Regions from separate parts of the Ctenopharyngodon idella genome. Here region 2 is linked to region 1. Evidence: chromatin contacts called from public Hi-C data. All regions are on one chromosome and are shown on one strand. Each heading gives the region's core, a stretch centred on a gene start, on an enhancer-like site or on the middle of the called end of the contact. The rest is flanking DNA. Distances are from core to core; before and after follow the strand shown. Region 1 holds the start of pierce1 (piercer of microtubule wall 1). Region 2 holds the start of LOC127517196 (protein unc-45 homolog B).

Evidence for each region. Hi-C and Micro-C count contacts between places; a contact is called where the count stands out from the background.
Region 2: a contact with region 1 is called in a Hi-C map of muscle, with 4 times the contacts expected there. The contact joins the promoter of LOC127517196 here to the promoter of pierce1 in region 1. A contact is called at or near these places in 2 of 2 Hi-C or Micro-C datasets (both in muscle).

What each region holds. Positions count from the first base shown.
Region 1 is chr8:28,157,650-28,161,347 of HZGC01, forward strand. It overlaps pierce1 (piercer of microtubule wall 1), which reads left to right and starts at 1,586. Exons shown (of 6, transcript XM_051904267.1): 1 at 1,586-1,788; 2 at 2,346-2,435; 3 at 2,831-2,889; 4 at 3,135-3,698.
Region 2 is chr8:28,336,300-28,340,117 of HZGC01, forward strand. It overlaps LOC127517196 (protein unc-45 homolog B), which reads left to right and starts at 2,091. Exons shown (of 41, transcript XM_051902494.1): 1 at 2,091-2,236; 2 at 3,235-3,405. The coding sequence starts at 3,235.

The sequences.
Region 1 (3,698 bases), core at 336-2,835:
CTGATTTTCTCCCGCCACTTTGGATCTGGCACCATTTTGTCTTTCTAAAATCTGTCACTCACTGCTGACGCAGATCCTTTTCCTGAGCGGGTGAGATTTTTATTGTTCGGATGAAGCAGGCCCTGCTATCTTCATCCACCAGCGGCTTCCTGTTTCCTCCAACACTGGAAATGCTGCATTTCTCTCCCCCTCCTCATGCTAACCTTCAAGCATAAATTAAAACATGTTGGCCTCTTGTTTTTCCTTTATTTTCAGTAGTTTTCTGTGTTAATATTTAAGTGATATTTTATTAAACAGAGTTATTATGGTCCTGGCTTCTGATTTAGTCATTTTGTTATTTTGTCAGGGACTATATAAAATTAGTTTATTTATGCAAGAAAAAGGCGTTTCCATCACGAGAAACTACCCGTGTTGACTGACGCGTTTCGCTGACATCTCATCCCTGTATGTTGTGTTGCATAAAATAAAGTGATTTACAGCACTATAAAGACTTTATAGACAAAATAAAACGTATACAAACCGTTATTTTACCGAAGAAATGAACCAATTCGGCGGCGTTGAGAACTGCTCTCTCCTGACTAGGATTCAAAAAGCCCGCGCTTTGTGTAACTCTGAAGCTAGGTTGTTGCGTCGGAGGGTGTATTGTTTCAACTGTCAGTGAGATTGACCCAGCTACTAGACCAACGGCTGCGTAACACAAAAAGTAAGGTTATTAACCTGAACCCAACATTTGGGTAGAAAAATAACCCAGCGTTTTTTAGAGTGTAGATAAGTCCTGACATAAAACTGTTGACATACAACAAGGGGAAGTAAAAAAAAAAAAAAACAGCATATGCTGGTTAAGGTAGGTTTTGAAGCTGGTATGCTGGTTTGAGATGGTTTATGCTGGTCAAGTGCTGGTCCAGGACCAGCATGGACCAGCATAGGACCAACATGGAACAGCATAGGACCAGCATAAACCAGCTCAAACCAGCATACCGGCTTCAAAACCTACCTTACCAGCATGTGCTGTTTTTTTCAACAGGGATGTGCATATGTTTTAGCCAAGTAAGATTCTGGAACAACATTCCTGTCCGAAAATGTAGACCTATTCCTACCCCTAAACCTAACCATACCCATAACTTATCCCTAAAATCAGAGGGTGAATAACACTGATGTAGAAACACCCTGGATGTAAACTTGACATTAACTGTATTGTCCTTCAAATCTGATTGGTTTATTGGAATGTTGTTCCAGGGTCAACAAAGATGTTGATCCAGGAATGTGTTGAACTTGGTGAAATCATGTTTACTATGCTTTCGGAGCACAGTTTTCCCCATTTTTTGATATTTCAACAGCCCCAAGCAGAACAAGAAACCTGCTTATGTAAATTAAATAATTAGAAGATGCAGTAATCCTAAAAACAGAGTAATTTGCTTAAGTGTGCACAACTTCCCACTTCAAAAGAATGAAAAAGCCTTCTCAGAGTTCACTGACAGACTCCAGCGGTTCTAGGAGGATGGAGCTTGTTCTTTACAGCAGTTTTATCAGTTCCAAACACACACAGGAATTCCGGTTTGGGGAATGACCATCCTGATTCCTCACTTCCACAGGAAGGTTAAATAAAAAGAACCACTTACACGACAAAGGCATTGCATTTCTCACATGTCTGGACAGAGGTGTAGGCTACAATGACTGCGTTAGTAAAGTTCTGCTTCTGGAGCTCAAACATTCATCTATGGACCTCCTCATATCTCAGATTCACCAGCTGGATCAGCACATATTTGGAAACAGATCCATAATTTTCAGGTAGAGTTTTGAAAAAACAATTTTCCAAAGGATTTTGGGTCACACACGAACAATATGTCATTGCTTTTTGGAGCTGCTTTAAAGTTATTGTTGCTTTTTTAATCCATTACAGTATGCAATATATATAGACGTAAAGTATTGCAGTATGTTTCAGTTGAACATTTCAGGCAACTGGCTTTACTCCTAAAGTTGTGCTAATGCATCAATCTATGTAACTTTACTTCATATTTGTTTGAAATTTTTGAAAAAGTACTATAGATTAATACAAGAATTAGGCTTATAGAGTATTTTAAAGTGTTTTATTCTACTAAAATACATTTTAGATTTTAATCACACGTCAGCTGATCACGTTGTATAAAATTGCGCCCTCTGTTGGCAAATCTTAATATTAAATAGGGCGTTGAAGTGTTAAATTATTTGTTTTGTGCATGTATTTATATCCATATTAGAGTGGAACAATGCTCTGAACAATGTTATTTCTGATAGAGAAGCCTCTAGTCTAACAATACTGCTTTGTTTAAAGTATTACATCATGTTTTTCTACTCCTTCACTGCAGCCATGGATGGATTTAACCTCTCAGAATCTGAGTAAGAGCACTAAAGAGGACCAATGAAGACTAAGATGTTACTTCTGAAGTCTGCAAAAGGTAAAGTCTGCATAATTGTAGCAAATCACGAATATGTTTAAATTCTACATGTTTGAAACCATATAAACAGTTTAATTTGACAATGTCATGCCTTGATGAGAAGAAAGAAGCCCTTTTAACTGCTTCACAGTCCATTATTACTTTTGGTACGCGCTAGGCCAGACTCAAACTCGTACCGTGAGTAATAATGCACCGTGGCAGTGTGTTTGTCAGCGTGGAGAAACTCAAGCCAGGTTTGGAAGCAAATGAATAAAGAGGAAATTTTTTAATATGAATGTTTGCATAAATGAACACTTTACACTTGCATAAAAACTCAACCATGCCCATATCTACTTCTCTTTGGCATTATGAGACTGAACTTGATGATGGACACACTGTATTGTTTTAACTTTTAGGCATGAAGTGAAGTAAATCGGATGAGACTCTGGATGACAACTTAAAATGTTCATAAAGGGTATGTATGCAGCATTAAACTTTTGTAGCATTAATATTCAGCAGTTCATTAAGCAGCAGAAACATCTGAGCATCAATAGTATGTTTATTGTTATTTTCTATGTAAAAAAAAAAAACTACTAATCTATTAAATGTAAATGTGTTGAAGGGTGATTTAGAAGTGGCTGCATGATCAAATAACTAATTAATTTGGTAAAAAAAAAAAAAAAAGATGGTTGAATCGTTATTCTTTTGATTTTTTTCTAGGTTGAGAGGCACGTGGACGTCTGACAACCTTTTGCTAACTTCATCGTGAAATATAATCTTTTTGCTTTTGTAATAAAACAGATTCTGTCATCACAGTGTAACATGCAATTGATGCAAATAAAAAATGGCAATGTGTAAACGTTTAAAATGATCAAAAATGTTTTATTAAATAAAAATTATACAAAAATGGATTTTATTTTCAGCAATATTTAGAGCCTTTATTGTTCTGTCAAAGTTTGAATGCAATAATAATAATAAAAAAAAACATTTCTAATCTTTGGGAAAGAGGTTGTCTTGGAGTATTTTTTATGAAAATTTAAGTTACCTTAGAAATGTTTTAAACACTATAATGATACCATCATTGGTATAAGGTTCATCTTGGACATCTCAATGGATTTGCTGAAGTCAATCAGTTTTCATTAACTTTTAGAATAATGTAAAAATGTAGCTAGCTTGTAATTTCACTCAGTAGAAAAGCGTTTTTTAATAATAATAATAATAATAATAAATAATAATCTTTGAAAACCAGTTTTGTGGGAAAAAAGACCAAATAAACACGCATGA
Region 2 (3,818 bases), core at 841-3,340, 180 kb after region 1:
TCTCGAGACTCTCGTTTCTGCTCGCACAGCACTCTGCCCTGCTCTGCTTCATACTACAGTAACGTTAAAATCTCATCCATGAACATGATTTCTGCCCGAGTCCCGTCCCGATTCTTTTCCACCGGCTGTAGACGAGAAGACAACAACTCCCATGATTCCGCGAAATCAAGGCGTCATCAAGCTACGCCTTTGTTTTGAACAAGCGACCTCTAGTGGTGAAAATTTACACACTGTGCCTTTAAAGGATTAGTTCACCCAAAAATGAAAATTCTGTCATTAATTACTCACCGTCGTGACGTTCCAAACCCGTAAGACATTCGTTCATCTTCAGAACACAAATTAAGATATTTTTGATAAAATCCGATGGCTCAGTGAGGCCTGCATTGACAGCAAGATAATTAACACTTTCAAACGCCCAGAAAGCTACTAAAGACATATTTAAAACAGTTAATTTGACTACAGTGGTTCAACCTTAATATTATAAAGCAACGAGAATACTTTTTGTGTGCCAAAAAAACAAAATAACGACTTTATTCAACAATATAGTGATGGGCGATCTCAAAACACTTCTTCATGAAGCTTCAAAGCTTCACAAATCTTTTGTTTCGAATCAGTGGTTCGGAGCATGAATCAAACTGCCAAAGTCACGCCCCCCAGTGGTGAACTTGAGGGCGACACGTTGACATCGCTACTGAAGAACTGTGTTTCAATAAATTCTTCTCCACACAAGATCTCTGGTCAAGCTTATGCATTAGAGAAATATATTGGCAAGCCACCCAAATAACTGCTCAGCCAAATACAGGAAAATCTAACAATGAGTAAAATAGACACTCATTTTATTTCAGCAAATATGTATACATTTTGTTCCTGTTAAATTGTGTTGTAAAATGTACAATGTACTCTATCATTCAGAAGTTTGAAGTTGTTAATGTTTTTGAAAGAAGTCTCCTATGCTCACTAAGGCTGCATTTATGCAGGTAAAACAGTTATATTGTTAAATATTATTACAATTTAAAACAACTGTTTTGTATTTTAATATATTTCATGGCAAAGCTGAATCTTCAGCATAATTACTCCAGTCTTCAGGGTCACATGATCCTTCAGAAATCAATCTAATATGTTGATTTGCTGCTCAAGAAACATTTCTTATTATTATCAATGTTGAAAACAGTTGTACTGCTTAATATTCTTGTTCAAAAGAACAGCATTTATTTAAAATAGAAATCTTTTGTAACATTATAAATGCCTTTACTGTCATTTTTGATCAATTTAACATGTCCTTTCTGAAGAAAAGTATACATTTATTTTAAAAAAAAAATCTTACCCCAAACAGTAGTGTATAAATTGACATATTGCAACCCTGTTCACTTAGATGTCAGCTTTTTATGAACATTATACATAATGACAACAGGGCATTTATAGTGATTTTATGCATTTATCAATAACTGTGAATATGAACAACAGAATTTTATTTAAAATGGCAAAACAAACACACACACACACACTTTTGGCCACTACTGTATATATATATTAAACAAAACCTACAATTTTGGTTAAGAAGCTGTGAGTCAGCACATTCAGTATTACTCAGGATATGTCCTGACCCTATAAATAGATCCCACAATAGGGTCCCTCACCAACACCACCATAAGGTTGCAGGATGTTTTGTTATGAACCTAATACCTTCCCCCAGTTCTTTCTACTATCATGGAGAGTTCTTCCATTCTAGAAAGTACCAGTCAGACCTCCAGCACACCAGCTGTTGGGAGACACCACCTCCCTCCCCCTCCCATCAGGCCGCTCTGGACATTTGCTGCTGATTTCTCAGCTGTCATACCTGCTCCCTAAATAGACCATATCAGAGACAGGCCATTTCACTGATATAAGAGGTGACCTCACATCTTCAAATTAAAATGAATCCGCCATAACAAGAATAAATGAACAGCATGATGTGGAATAGTGAAAAACCATGAAAGATGTAATCTCAGGTTGTGACTGATAAGATGCAAAATGCATTTGTAACAACAGGAGGGGTGGATGAAGACCGTGCCACCCCTCACATTGAAATGGATCCATCCGTTATCTTGGTATGTGCCCCCCATGTGTAAGATATATATATATATATAAGTGACTCTTGGGGGGCTGTTACAACTGATAAACCCAAACGACAAGAAACTACACTGTGACACAGAACAGACTTTCCTCTTACGACGAAGCACAATTGACTTCAGTGACGGTACGTAACTATAATCACATGCATGATTGCTTGTTTTTGGATGCATAATCTGTAGTCATAGGAGACAGAATATGTCTAATTTATAGAAAACAGAATTTGCCATTCACTGCGTTCAGTATTGTGGAGGTAGGATCTCTTATGAGGCCACACTGTTGCCCAAATAAGGCTTGAGGGTCAGACATTTAAAGTCAGATAACATGTGTTTGACCATTTGCTTGAGAAAATTGGCAACTAAATGGTAAGTTTGAACATGTTTTGATGGAAATTTAAATGGTACAAGGAATGTGTTTGAATTAAAGGTTTGTAATTAAAGCAAGACTCAATTTTGAGATTTTGGGCTGTTTGGCTTTTCAGACTAATGGAAAGAAAACTTCCAAAATACACTTTTAAATGTTTATTTTATTGCACTTTATCTATATGTCTGTAGAATTTAATTACAATACATATCTTTAAAGGATGTTTTCTCAAAAAATGTTTTTTGTCATGCACTGAACCAGAAATCTCCTCTTCAGCTGCACTTATACACCAAAACTTTACAGTTTTACTCCTGTCTGTGTTCTGAAGGTTTTAACAGAGGGGTTTGTTCATATATCATTTGCCTGATTTTGTACAATGCTTATTCCTAAAAACATGGTGACATTTTTTTCTGGCTAGTGACAGTATTTTCTTTGGATTTTCACTGTTAAAACTTCTGACTCTATGTCAACAAGAATTCTGAACCTGGAATTTTATGAAAATTAGTGCATATGTAATTAGATAATGGCTCATTTGCATATTTAAACATAACATTTTAGAAAACTTGTAATATAAAAATGTTTGCGATTCCTAATGTAATCAATCAACTGTGGAAGTGTGATGATATATATCTCTCTTTTTAATGTGTGTAAGCATATTGTCTGAAAGTTCAAACAAATGAATTTTACATGTAACACTTGCATGAATTTGACTGTATACAGAAAAGAGTTGCATGTGAACAAAATGTAACCATTCTCTGTTAGATGGGAGAAATTGAAGATCCAGTCCAGTTAAAGGATGAGGGTAACAAGCACTTCCAGGCTGGAGAAATCGACAAAGCCATTGAGTGCTACACTAAAGCCATAAAAGCCTGCAAAGACAAGAAAGCGCTCGCGGTCATCTACAGGAACAGATCAGCCTGTTTCCTGAAAAAGGTAAGAGTCTACTGCTTCACGTAGGCCTACTATAGGAAATTTGACAATTCCCACTTCTTAAAGGAACACTCCACTTTTTTTGAAAATAACGGTAAAACTCAACTGTTTAACTCTAGGGGAGTTGGAAAATGAGCCTATTTGTGTTTGGAGTGTTCCTTTAAGTCGTGATTATGAGCTTATTGCATTCAAGTTTCATCATGAGAGGGCGTTCACGTGCAATTTTTTACCTAGGAAACTCGTATTCACGATAATTCCGAGAGCACGTGAAGGCAGGATACATCCTGTACAGTGTACACATTATGGGAAGTTCGTTTTTATGAGTTGGGAAGTCGTGTGTACGAAAGGTGCGTTCACGCCAAGTCACTTCTGTTGAAGCAAGATGGCGGTGTACGGTCCTCTTAATTAACTACCAA